2 separate regions of the Mus musculus genome follow, and region 1 is linked to region 2. The links are chromatin contacts, called in public Hi-C maps. All regions are on one chromosome and are shown on one strand. The core of a region is the stretch at or near the end of the contact, and the rest is flanking DNA. Distances in the headings are between cores, read along the strand shown.

What was found. Hi-C and Micro-C count contacts between places; a contact is called where the count stands out from the background.
Region 1: a Hi-C map of DN3 thymocytes shows a contact between it and region 2, with 1.7 times the contacts expected there. The contact joins the promoter of Rp9 here to the enhancer-like site in region 2. A contact is called at or near these places in 23 of 39 promoter capture datasets (the 3T3-L1 cell line, 3T3-L1-derived adipocytes, the C10 cell line and 14 more), 16 of 484 Hi-C or Micro-C datasets (8-cell embryo, the C10 cell line, DN3 thymocytes and 9 more), 8 of 115 datasets of contacts at active chromatin or transcription factors (the 230-238 cell line, the SCID.adh cell line, embryonic limb bud and 4 more) and 3 of 9 other capture datasets (adipose tissue, liver and pancreatic islet).

What each region holds. Positions count from the first base shown.
Region 1 is chr9:22,466,642-22,473,494 of GRCm38.p6, reverse strand. It overlaps Rp9 (retinitis pigmentosa 9 (human)), which reads left to right and starts at 5,139. Exons shown (of 6, transcript NM_018739.2): 1 at 5,139-5,421. The coding sequence starts at 5,294.
Region 2 is chr9:22,427,103-22,434,322 of GRCm38.p6, reverse strand. It overlaps 9530077C05Rik (RIKEN cDNA 9530077C05 gene), which reads right to left. Exons shown (of 7, transcript NM_026739.3): 3 at 3,824-3,967; 4 at 2,515-2,647. Among named protein-coding and RNA genes, the nearest start is that of 9530077C05Rik, 19 kb to the right of the region's middle. Within about 2 kb of position 4,297, at least 65 of the 459 cell types and tissues checked have an H3K27ac peak or open chromatin away from gene starts, as enhancers often do. A contact at or near this core is called in the 230-238 cell line, DN3 thymocytes, the HPC-7 cell line and 6 more, where this site is marked.

The sequences.
Region 1 (6,853 bases), core at 3,890-6,389, 38 kb before region 2:
TCTGAAGGCTGCTAGCAGAATACTGGTTTCCAGGCAGTTAGGATGAGGGTGTTAAAGCCCACACCCACAGTGACACACCTACTCCAAAAAGGCCACACCAACTCCAACAGGGCCACACCTTTTAATAATGCCACTCCATGAGCTGAGTATATACAAACCATCACATTTCACTCTGTGGCCCCCATAGGCTTCTTCAAACATATGTGTCCATTGTGGCCATACCTAAACATAGCAAAATGCAAAATACATTTAGTCGAACTTCCAAAGTCCCTATAGTCTATAGCAGTCTCAACAATGTTAAAAGTCCAAAGTTCAAGGTCTCTTCTAAGATTTATCCAATCACTTTACTGTAATCCCTAAATCAAGACAGGAAACTTTCCAGCTGGGCAAACTCCAAACTGCATCTCCACGGCTGATGTCAAAGCGGTCTTCAGATCTCCAACTCCCTTTTCATCTTTGTTGCCTGCAACAAACTTCTTTCTTCTGGCCTGGTTCCACTCCCTGTTAGCAGCTTTCTTCAGGAGATAGACTTCAATGTTACAGCTTCTTGTTTCAATGTCTAGATCCACACATGATCTTCTGGGTTCCTCCAAAGGGCTGGCATCACTTCTCCAGCTCTGCCCTCTGAAGCACTCTAAGCTCAGGTTGATTCACTCCATTGCCACTGCTGTTCTTGGTGACCATCTATGGTACTGGAATTTACAATACAATGGGGTCTTCCACTGCAACTAGGCTTCACCAATAGCCTCTTATGGGCTCTCTTCATGGAGCCAAGCCTCAACTCCTTTGCATGATCCCTTCAGTCCTGGACCATCAACTGCAACTGAGGCTGCACCTTCACCAATGACCTTCCATGGCCTTTCACAGAGCTGAGCCTCAGCTGCTCTTCATGACTCCTTTAATACCATATATTTTATATTTTTTCCTTTCTAATTTTGTTATGCTTGTTCACAGTGGTTCATACCCATAATCCCAGCACTTGGGAGGCTGATGTAAAAGGAGCATGAGTTTGAGAGCAGCCTGGGCTGTATAATAGGATGTAGAACCGGGGGAAAGAGGCAGAGGTCGCTCAGTCGGTGACATGCTTGCCATTCTGTTACGTGAAATATAAAAAAGCACCAACCCACGCTAATGCCAGCTACTCTCTGGCCCCAGCGGTCTCTCTGGCCCTGGCGGCTAGCCTCATGTAGCGACTGCCCATCTAGCTGTCACAAATCCCAGGAACCAGGTAAAATCAAAACTCTAGAGGCTTGTAATTTATCAGTCAGATTTAAATTAGCAAATTCTCAACCCACAAACTGCTCGCACAATGAACTCAAAACTCAATTGCTATAAACACAAGCTACACACCTAGACGGGTCAGACACACCCTACTTATTACTTAATCACCTAAGAAATCCCCAATACTTGTGGCTTCCAGGACCACGAGTTTCTGGTTCCTCTTCCTCTCCTATAGGTCTCATCTTTATGAGGAATAACCTCATAAACTTAGGAAGTTTACCCGTACAACCCCCTATCCAAATTCCCATAATGGGGGCTGACTTCCAATGCTCTCGCCTCTTCCTGTTGGTGCACATCTGCTATCCCATCCTGTGGGGAGTGGAAGCAGGAGGAGAAGAGGTTCATGGCCATCCTCTGCTATGTGAAGGGTTCAGGCTAGCCTAGACTACATGGGAACTTGTCTGGAAACACAAAAATGAAATAAAATACAAACAATAAAGACTTTCCCACTAGTTTTGTTTTTGTTTTCGACTTTCCCACTAGTAAGAATATCTTCTAGACACTACATTTGCTGACTAAATTTGAGTGTCTCACAAAGCACTTGACATGGCTGGCGTAGGCAGGTTCTGCCTGTGGCTAGATCGACTTCCAGAAAGCAGTTCTTCCTAGATTAGTGCTTTCTTTTTAATGATTTTTGTTTGTTTGTTTTGTTTTTAGAGACAGGGTTTCTATGTATAGCCCTGGCTGTCCTGGAACTCACATTGTGGACCAGGCTGGCCTCGAACTCAGAAATCCGCCTGCCTCTGCCTCCCAAGTGCTGGGATTAAAGGGGTGCGCCACCATGCCCGGCTGATTTTTTTAAAGAAGTATTTATTTACTTATTTATTTATTTTATGTATATATGAGTATGCTGTAGCTGTAGTGATGGTTGTGAGCCATCATGTGTTGCTGGGAATTTGAATTCAGGACCTCTGCTCACTCTGGTCAACCCCACTCGTTCTGGCCCTGTTCACTCCTCCCTAAAGATTTATTTATTATTATATGTAAGTACACTGTAGCTGTCTTCAGACACACCAGAAGAGGGCATCAGATATCATTACAGATGGTTGTGAAACACCTTGTGGTTGCTGGGATTTGAACTCAGGATCTTCATAAGAGCAGTCGGTGCTCTTAAACACTGAGTCATTTTTCCAGTCCTTAATGGGTTTTTAAAAAAGATTTATTTATTTTATTTTATTATATGTGAGTACACTGTAGCTGTCTTCAGACACTCCAGAAGAGGGCGTCAGATCTTGTTACGGATGGTTGTGAGCCACCATGTGGTTGCTGGGATTTGAACTCAGGACCTTCAGAAGAGCAGTTGGTGCTCTTAACCACTGAGCCATCTCACCAGCCCCCTTAATGGTTTTTTAAAACACAAATTTACTTAGTGTGTGTACATATGTACAGAGTAAAGATCAGAGGACAACTTGCGGCAGTCAGTTCTATCTTCCGCCATATTGGTCTGTGGTCCCTGGGGATCAGATTTTGGTCAGTCATGGCAGCAAGTGCTTTTACTCATTGTGCTAGCCCCCAGCTTAGTGTTTAAGAGTAAAACACTAGTTTGTAGTTCTAAGGCAAATCACTTTATCTGCTCATAACCTCAGTATATTAGCCCACCACTTGATTTCATGGTTTGTTGTGGTTTTATTTTTGTTTTTTGAGATCAGTTCTCAATATGTAGCCCTGGCTACCCTATGAAGACCAAGCTGGCCCTGAACTTTCAATGATCTTGTCTCTGCTTCCCTAGTGCTATAGTCAACAGCATATGCCACCATGCCTGACCAAGATAACATACTTTTTATTATTTTTGTGGTGCTGAGGATTTAACACAGGGCCTGTGCATTCTAAGCTCCAGCACTGAGCTGCAGACCCAGTTCCATCTATATTTAAGGAATAAATTTTCAATTCGTGAGTTTTAAGCATTCGACACTTTTACAAAGGATTATTTTTATTTTATGTATATGAGTATTTCCCCTAAATGTATACACATGTGTGCAGTGCCCATGGAGGCCAGAAGAGCGTGCACTGGATCTCCCAGAACTGGAATAACACACAGTTGTGAGCTGCTGTATGTATGGGAACCAATCCCAGGCCCAGTGCAAGAATGGCATGCCCTCTTAACTGCTGAGCCACCTCTCAACCCCAAGACATTTTTATTTTACTTTTATTTTCATTTAAGTTGGGATACTTATTGAATGGTAGCGTAGCATGCCTCAGACCCTAATCAGTTGGTTGTTTTACCTAAAAACAGGAGACATGAGATTGATTAACCCTGAATTTATCTAGTCTATCTGCTCCCTCTCCAATATTTAAGGCACAAAAAGTAACTACGGTATTTTACTGTCAGATTTTACAGAGGCCTATTCCAGACCTGGGAAAAGGCCCCTTCCCAACCATCAGCTTTAGAGTCCAGGAACGGTGAGAGCATCACAAACAGATCATTCTGAATGAGATCATCCAGGAAGCTGTCCCCAGTTCCCACCCCATCACAGTGGAGCAGTCACCTTCATGGGAAACAGATTGTCCCCTCAAGTAATGAGGTATATGTGACTACCTTGCAAGACAATGATTGAAATAACCAATCATAACATGGTTTGACCAATATTTAATTGTTGGTAGCTGATCCCTGCCTCAAATCTTCCCCTCCTTACATCCTAAAACCTCGTGCCAGTTATCTGGAAATAGGCTGTGAAACTCATCTCTATTTTCTCAGTGTGGGCCACAGTGATTAGTATCCTTTTGTTGCCCCTCCCGCACTGGGAGTCAGGCTCTGCTTATGGCTGGTAGAATTAGCAGCAGGTGGTGCACACCTTTAATCCAGGCACTTGGGAGGAAGAGGCAGGCGGATTTCTGAGTTCGAAGCCAGCCGGGTCTACAGAGTGAGTTCCAGGACAACCAGGGCTACACCCTGACTCGAAAAACCAAAATAATAATAATAATAATAATAATAATAATAATAATAATAATAATAATAAATAAATAAAACAAGCAAACAAAAAAGATTTAGCAGCACAGACCAGATTGAACTCATAGAGAACTGCCTGCCTCTGCTGAGTACCAAAATGCCAGCCTAATACCTTTCTTTCTTTTTCTCGGTCGTTCCTCTTTGCTACCTTTGGATAAGTGTAGAGACCTAACTTGGAACGCTCCGAGTGGAGCTTCCGGCCTGAGACACCGCTTATAGGAGCAAAGGAGGAAGAGCAAGTTTTAAAAAAGGATGCTCCTCTGCAGGATACTGTGTGTCTGCTTTTATTTTTTATTTGCATCACCAAAAATCTTGGTATAAAATATTATGAATATATTGGTCTGTGTTTTTACTACGAATTCGCATAGTCTGGGAAACTGAAGATTTTATAGAGAACGTTGTTTTCTTCCCAGAATGGATGAATCCATAGGTAACAAGTAGCAGCCAAAAGGCTTTTAGTTTAGAAGGCCATACTGCTTTTGCAGAGAACCAGAGTTCGGTTCCCAGCATAGGGTGGCTCATATAGCCCACAGTTCCAATTCTAGAGAGCCATCGTCCTCTTCTGAATTCTGGGCAACTACCGAACTCCACCCCTGCACCACCACCCCAAATATATACGTAGAAATAAAATCTTTTCTCTTTTTCCTTTGTAACAGGATCTCCCCAGGTCTCTGACTTTACTAGCTTGACCTCGTACTCACAGGTCAGTGTTTCTGCCTCCTGCGTGCTGATATTAAAGACCTTTGACACCTTGCCCACCCACAAATACTTAAAACCTTCATAATATAAAAAAAAAAAAAAAATAGAAAGCAACGAGTCGCAGAAGTGGGTGTGGCCTGCAGGCGACTTGGAGCACCCGGAAGCCCTCGGGCCCCGCCCGCCTTCGCCCCGCCCCGGCCCGCCCCGCCCCTCTCAGCTAAGGTTCCCGCAGGCCTCAGGGCCGCGGGGGCCTGGCTGCACGTTCCCTGTCGGCGTTCTGCGGCACGGGCCGGTGGGACGTTGGTGGGGTTGCGCTGCGGGGAGGAAGAGGCGACTTTCCACCTTCTAAGCCCGCCTCGGGTCGCGATGTCGTCCGGGGCCGGGTCTCGGCGGCCGCGGGAGCCGCCGGAGCACGAGCTGCAGCGGCGGCGGGAGCAGAAACGGCGGCGGCACGACGCGCAGCAGCTGCAGCAGCTCAAGCACCTGGAGTCCTTGTGAGTCGGCTGGGCCGGGTGCGGGCGGTGCGGGCCGCCGCCGACGGGTGGGCGTCGCGGCCTGGCGAGCCCCCGGCTCCCTCTGCTCGAGGGCGGCGGAAGGACGCGAGGAGGGAGGCCGGCCACTGTCCCCGCCACGGCGACCGTGGCAATGGCAGTTGACGCGTCCGGAAGCCGAGCTCGGAGCCCCTGGGGGTCGAAGGACGCCAGCCTCTGTCCACTACCACGGACGGCATCGGCGGGAAGCTCAGGGTGGAAACTGCGGGAGACGCGCGGGAAGGCAGCGGACCCGCAGCCGGGCCTGAGGGTGGAGCCCGATGACCTGCGACGACTGTAGTGTAGAGTCGCATGTAGGTGAGGGAAGGTGGCGGGCCTCCCGTCCACAAACTAAACCGAGGTAAAAGTCAGAACCGGGGAGGAGAGGTTTGGGGACGCTGAGCGTGGTGAGGACAGGACATTGTAGGAGACTGTAGAAGATGTTTGTTATGCAGACATTTCGTGTGTGTGTTTGAAGACAAGTTTCCCTGTGTGTATCTTATGCAAACAAGTCTCCGTGTGTGTGTGTGTGTGTGTGTGTGTGTGTGTGGTGTGTGTGTGTGTGTGTGTGCGCGCGCGCGCGCCTGCATATTACCTCACCTGCCCGCCACCTTTGATCATTTTATCTATGCTTGACACATCACTGGCACATTGTTTGTGTGTTATTTTCTTCTTTCAGTGATGGTGTTTCAGTATGGAGTTTTCCCTCTTATATGCCCACAACCCCAGGCATCCTGTTCGTGTCTAAGACAAGGAAGGGCTCATGAGCCTCCCACCTTAGACTAGAGCGCCCTCTTAAATTAAATTTCTCTACATGTGACCTCCTTCACCTAGGAAATTTTCACACTACTGCATGAGTATGGGTATGTAAAATAGGGGATACAAGTCAAACACTTACTGATAATAAGACATAAGGAAATGTGTTTAAAGCAGTTCTTATATATGCAGTTTTACCATTGATTAAAAACAAAAGCAAAATTGAATACTAATGAGATAGATTACTTGTTTATTTTTACACAATTTAATCTTGGCTGCATATTTGAATGATGAAGGATGTAGAACATCTTCAACATTTTTCAGAATGATTTTATATTTTGATTTTATAATTGTTGAAGCTTTCACACCACTGTCACTATGCATAAGTACATAGAATATACGATAATAGTAGGAGTATGTTTAGGGCCATTTCAGAAATTGTTGCAAATTTGATCCTAACCAAAAAAAAAAAAATTGAACATTTTTTAAAAAGATTTATTTAAGTACATGAGTACACTGTAGCTGTCTTTAGACAGACCAGAAGAGGACATCAGATTTCATTATGGATGGTTGTGAGCCACCATGTGGTTGCTGGGATTTGAACTCAGGACCTCTGGAAGAGCAGTCAGTGCTCTTATCC
Region 2 (7,220 bases), core at 3,048-5,547:
GCCATTCCACCAGCATCAGAGTCCCTGAATGCAGATCCTGGGAACATCACTCTGGAGTCAGGCCTTGGAGGCCAAACAAAAGAAACAAACTCCTTGGAGCACAACAGAGGGCTTTGTACTAAGTATGGCCTGCTCCTGGTGGGATGAAATCTTTCCTCTGTTTAGAAGGCTCCAATATCATGAGCCCCAGACTCCTTTGTTGCCTTTATCCCACAGATGCACCTCTATCCAAGGGCAAGTCACTAACTTGAAAGGAAACCATGGATGCACGTTTATATCTCCAGATAGTTCCACTGGAGAGGCACGGGGAGGACATAACCAATGGGCCCACCCAGGAGGAAGAAACCAGATTCTGTTATCAACCCAAATCTCCTGAAGGCAGTTGGTTAGGATTACCTCTTCAGGGATGATGAGAACCGGAGGTAGAAACAAGGCAGAAGTTTAAGGATGGGGGCCTCAGTTTATGTCCCTGACAATAAACTGAAAATAATCTTGGTCCTGTCCTGAACGGAGGCCAGAAATGGCAGAAGTTAGCTCTGGTTTAGGTCTCAGCCTAAAATGAACAACACTGATTGGAGGACTGAGTCAGTCAGACAACAGTCCTTTCTGGCAGCAGCTTTAGAACCGAGTTTCTAGATTCTCATAGTAGAAGAGTGTCTTAGGGTTTCTATTGCTGTGAAGAAACACCAAGAACATATCTTATAAAGAAGAACATGTAATTGGGACTGGCTTACAGTTAGAGGTCTAGTCCATTATTGTCATGGTGGGAAACTGGCAGCATGCAAGCAGACAGGGTGCCAGAGAAGGAGCTGAGAGTTCTACATCAGGATGTTACACTGGGTGTGGCTTGAGATTCTGAGACCTCAAATTCCACCTCCTAATGACACACCTACTCCAACAAAGCCACACCTCCTAACAGTGCCAGTCTCTGAGACCAAGCATTCAAACATCTGAGCCTATAGGGGCCATTCCTATTCAATCCACCACGTTCCATTCCCTGCCCCCATAGGCTTGGAGCCATAATGCAGAAATGTATTCAGTCCAACGTAAAAGTCTCCATAGTCTGTAACAGTCTCAAGCTTGGTTAAAAGTCCAAAGTTCACAGTCTCTTCTGGGACTCATGCAATCTCTTAGCTGTAATCTCTGTAAACTCAAAATAAAAAAGCAGATCACATACTTCCAATAGGATATATATTACCATTCCAAAAGGGAGGAAAGGAAACATAGAGAGGAAAGACTGAAAACCAACTGGGCAAACTCCAAACTCTGCATCTCCGTATCTGATGTCAAAATGCTCTTCAGATCTCCAATTCCTCTCAGCTTTGTTGACTGCAACACACTTCTCTCTCTTGGGCTCGGGCTCGTTCCAGTCCCTGTTAGCATACTGGGGTGGGGGCAGGTGTCCCGTGGCTCTGGAATCTCTAACACCTTGGGGTATCCACGGCAATCCAGGCTTCAACAGCTTCACACAATGGCCTCTCTGGGCCTCCATGCAGGGGCACCCCTGCCGCACACCTGGCCTCAGCAACTATCCTGGTTTCTACTGTTATGAAGAGACATCACAACCATGCAGTTCTTGTAAGGACAACATTTCATTGGGGCTGGCTTACAGTTTCAGTGGTTCAGTCCATTATCATCATATCAGGAAACATGGCATCATGCAGGCAGACACGGTGCTGAAAAAGGAGCTGAGAGCTCTACATCTGGATCCACAGGCACCCTTGGGCACCTTGGGCATGGCTTAAGCTTCTGAGATCTCAAAGCCCACCCCCTAGAGACACATGTCCTCCAAAAAAGCCACACTTCCTATGGCCAAGCACTCAAACACATGAGTCAATTGGGGCCATTCCTATTCAAACCAGTACACATGGGTTATATCTATTTCCCAATTATAGCCTATCTCCTAAAGGATGCTGGCCTCTATCAGAGGATCAGATGTTATACTCGAAATATAAACCTATTTCCTTTTGTTCAAGAGAATGGACTATATCTTTGGCCATTGATGGACACTTCTAGCTACCCAAAACATTAGAGTTAATCTACTTGGGACAGCCAATTACCTGGATAAAGGACCACCTTGCAGCAAAGTGGGTTTACTTTCAGCCATGCTGAAGAGATGGTGGAAATAAACATCCTTTAAGTGAGATAATGTCCTCTGCCTTCCCAGAAAGCAAGCCTCTAGTACAGTGACTGCTGCAGCAGCTATGGCGTGTGCTATCCCGGAAGGACGGATGACTTCTCCGAGTCTTTAATTAGAGAAGAATAACTTTTCCTTTTCTTACTGTCTCTTCCCTAAGCATGATTGCCCTCAATTTCAGATGTGGAACTAAAACCAAAAGGATGGAAATGACTTCCCAAGAATGCTGTAAAATTCTAATTTGAAATGACATACAGTCCCTGCAAGGCTTGACAACATCATGAATTTTTACTAAACATTACTAAGAAAAAAACACTCTGAAAGAATAGCAGGTAATTCTTGATAGTCACAAGAGTGAGTAGAAAGGGTACCCCTACCTATCTCGTGCCTCAGCATGCCCTCCAGCCAGTGCTCTCGTGCAGTAGAAATATTGATGGTTAGAGTCGGGCATCCGTTTACTACCGTCATGGATGCCCTGGAAAGCAGGTCTTCGGTGAGATGAACTACAATCTGGGCAGCAAGAGGAGAGACACACATACAGGGCTGTGAGATGACGCAGGGATAGGATGCTCAACATCAAGGCTGGTGAGCCAAGCTCTCCAAAACCAACATGCTCCCAGTAACTCTCAAATGTTGTCCCCTTGTCCTGTGACTACCACACACGCTGTGGCATGCATGTTCCCACATACATATAAATATATAAGCATATAATACACACATGCACAGTCATGCATACACACACAAATGTAAATGGAGAGGAAAGTTTTTGCAAAAAATAACGGGCCTATTCACCTATTGATTACCCAATTCACCTAAGTTGACGACGTGTACGTCCAGCCACATTTGAACTGTCTAATTGGTTTTGTGTTGTTTGCTTTTGAACCTTATCATTTTAACCCTCTGAGATTTTCATTGGATTCATTGGACTGAAAGGAAATGAAGGAGGCTGGTTGTGGTAGCATATACCTTTAATGGCCAGCACTTGAGAGGCAAAGACAGGAGGATCTCTGTGAGTTCAAGTCCACCCTGGTCTATATAGTCAGCTCTAGGACAGTTAGGACTGAAAGAGACCCTGTCTTAACAAAGAGGAAGGAAGAGAGAGAGGAAGTGAAGGAAAGAAGGAAGGAAGGGAGGGAAGAAGGGAGGGAAGGAGGGGAGGAAGAAGGAAGGAAGGAAGGAAGAAGGAAAAGAAAGAAGACAGAAGAAAAGGTACCCCAGAGACTAGAGAAACTAAAGCAGGAAGAAGGTCTGGGCTGCAGAGAGAATTCCAGGCCAGCCTGAGCAACTTAGTGAGGTCCTCTATCAAGCCAAACGGAAAAGGTGGGGATAGAGCCTCACAGCAGAGTGCTTGCCCCAGCCTCTGAATCCACACAAAACTGGGAAGATCTAGAGCATGCATGTGTCAGAAACCTGCACCTTGTCAGTGCTGGTTTTGAGACTGATGACTAAGAACACTGCAGCAAAATCTCTCTTCAATAATTCTCATTGAGAAACTCAGATAATGCTATTGCTACACATACAGAAATGACACTAGGAGCAAAAGACAGATGGCAAGAACCCAATCCAACCAGTAAAACAGAACTGACCAAACAAAACCTGCAGAAAAGAGCTTGCATTTGGCACTAATCTTGCCCCGCCCACCCATGGCCCACGCCTCTCCCAGGCCCCGCCCACCCACGACCATACCTCTCCCAGGCAGCCTTCCTTCACCATGTACTTTCTAACATGACTCCAGATTCGAGTTTTAGACAACAAGCTACCACCAGTAGCTTGTTCAAATTTTTCATAACTTCCATATTTTTGTAAAGTCAGCTCCATAATATTGATGGACTGTAAAAGAAAGGAGATTAAGTCAGCAGCTCATGCCACTCTGAGATGAAGTTAGCTAATTAGGACCTTATTTGTCAAGACGCGCTCAGATTTCCTGGTTAACGAAGTTAAGCTGAAACTCCAGCTGCACATTTTCTGAGCTTAAATAGTTTCCACTGACTTTTGAAGTTTTCTATAAATGCCTGTGAACTTACAAGTGCCCTTGCTGGCCCAGTGGCGCGTGTCTGATCTTTAGCTGCTTCCTGTGGGGCGCCTCCAGGATACACAGTGAGGCCAACCGAAAAGGGAAAGGAGGTCGGGGACGATACACACGCTCTTCTTCCCTGTCTTCTAGTCTCTTTAGCCAGAGATGGTGCAGCTGACATACTGCACATTGCACCTGTAACTGCCGCTAGGAGAAGCTGGATAGAGAGGATATTGGCTTCTTGACAAGATACATGGTGGTTTGGAAGAACTCCAATGTAAACCGAGTATGGCTCCAAATCAGTTAGTAGGTTACAAGTACCATTTAGATAAAGGGGGAAAAACTTAAAAATTTAAAAACATACAAGACAACCAGTCCTCTCTAACAATCTATAAAATCACCTCTGTAACGATCTATAAAGTCTGCTTAGAATGCATCTATTTATTTACTTGTGTGTTATGGGTATTTCGCCTGCATTTATGTCTGGGCACCACTTGGATACATGTGCTTTTTTTTGGGCAAAGTAGCAAGGAAAATTTATTCAAGAGGCAAACAAAAGTCCCGATCGGAAATACAGGCAGCGGAGCACAAGCCTGAAAGACTACTGAAGGGCAAAGCAAGCTTTTATTCTCGTGACAAAAAATAATACTCTTTGGTGACAGTGATGATGATGAGGAGGAGGGTGACAGTCTTAAAATATTTCCATCTTTCGTCTAGGGCAATGTACTATCCACTTCTCATCATCTTAAAAAGTTGAGATGTTTTTCCAAATATACACAAAGTGAAAACTAATTAAAAATCTGGTTTAAAAAAAAACACAAATTATCAGAACCTCCAAGAAAGCCACAGGAAACAAGACTCTAATTGAGAGGACACCTGACAATTCTGTGAGGTGAGCGTTTACTTCGCTGCCCTCTGGGCAGGCGGGTGGGCCGCTCTGGCAGATCCACCCAGTCTGGGCCCCAGCACTCACACAGCAGTGCACAGTGGTCTGTGACTCATTTCCAGGCACCTAACATCTGCCTCTGGCCTCCATAGGCATCTATGCATTCACCACACTTACACACAGTGAAAAGACCCATACACATAACAACCAGTAAATCTTTTTAAAACACCTCATATACAGAACATAAAACAAATCTTCAATAAAACGTATGAAAAGAAATCCTGTTTCTGGGCTGTTGTGAGACTGGTAAGGACAGTGGCGATCTGCCAGCACTGAGAAGGTGCGTCGACCTCTGTCATCAGTAAATGCTAACCAGCACATCCATGCTGATACGGGTCCGTACTGTACAGCACTATAAACAACACATCTGATACGTCAAAATAGGAGGGAAAAATCACAATGTGTGAGTCAACACACGAATACATTAGTAAGGAATGAGGGCGCATCATAAAGTTATCACAACTCAAAATACTCCAACAGGCCTTTGCTGCCAAAGCCTTGCTACTCAGGAGGGCCAGGGGCAGTGGCAGGCACTAGGATAGCCAGGCTGTTGTAAACGCAGGCCTTGGCTCGCAGCTGGTCTTTATGCCTATTAAATCAGAACCTGGTTTTTTGCTTGGTTTTGTTGGGGGGGGAGGGGGTGCATTGTACTGGCTGATTTTGTGGGTCAGTTTAACACAAGCTAGAGGCAGCAGAGAGGAAGAGCCTAAGTTGATGGGCTGCCTCCTCCATGAGATCTAACTGTAAGGCACTTTCTTAATCAGTGATCAGTGTGGGAGGGCAGGGAGGGCTCAGCCCATTTGTGGGTGGTGCCATCCTGGGCTGGGTTCAATAAAAAGGAAGGCTGAGCAAACGGGGGGGGGGGGGGGTTAGGGGGGCGAGGAGCAAGTCTGTGGGCAGCGCCCTCCATGACCTCTGCATCAGCTCCTGCCTCCAGGTTCCAGCCCTGCTTGAGCTCCTGTCCTGACTTTCTTTAATGATGAACAGCAGTGTGGAAGTGTAAGCTAGTCAATAAACCCTCTCCTCCCCAGCTTGCTTTTTAGTCATGGTGTTTTGTCACAGCAATAGACAGTGACACCTAAGACAGTGACTGTTTTTTTGAGACAGGTCCAGTGTCAATTCACAGAGATCTGCCCACCTCTGCCCCCTGAGCAGGGGATTAAAGGCATGCAGCCCACCTCTGCCCCCTGAGCAGGGGATTAAAGGCATGCAGCCCACCTCTGCCCCCTGAGCAGGGGATTAAAGGCGTGCAACCCACATCTGGTCCCTGAGCATGGGGGTTAAAGGCATGCAGCCAACATCTGGCCCCTGAGCACAGGGGTTAAAGGCGTGCAGCCCACCTCTGGCCCCAGAATCTGCTTTGTTTGGTTGGTTTCGAAGCAGGGTTTCTCTGTGTAGCCCTGGAGGTCTTGGAACTCAACTGAATAGACCAGGCTGGCCTTGAACTCAAGAGATCTGCCTGCCTCTGCTCCCGAGTTCTGGGGCTAAAGGAGTGTGCCATAGTAAGCATCCTGAAGTCCATCCTAAGTTTAAAACTAGCACAAGGCATGGAAATACTTCATCTATAAAATGAAATCGTTTTCTCTACAAATGACCGTGGTTGTCTTTGGTGAGACGGCAAACGTTCTGAACAACCTCAGTGCCCAACTAACAGATCTTCTTCAGACTATTAGCTAGTTTGGTTTTGTTTGGAATTTGACCATCACAAGCTACTTCCACAGTTATGTGCTAACAAATACTCTCTCTTCTCAAGTGCAGTTTGATTCAGTAAATACCTATTTACAATGGGGACACTGATACAGGAGGAGGGGTGACCCTGTCGGAAGAGGAACGGTTAGGAGTCCTGGCTTCCCAGTAAGGCTCCACCACTTAGCAATGTGGTTCCACCTTTCCTGGGCTTGCTCTCTTCACTGATACCATGGAGATACCAAGGCCTTTATCCTACTTACCTTATGGAATTGTTATAAGGACAAAATGGACATGGGGAAGTCCGTGCTCTGTAATCTATTTCCCAAATCTCTATAAAGTATTGACTTTGTCAGGATTGCTAGACTTTAATTTTAGAATTTAGTGTAAATAAGTGTTTTTTTTAAAGACTTATTTATTATTTTATGTAAGTACAC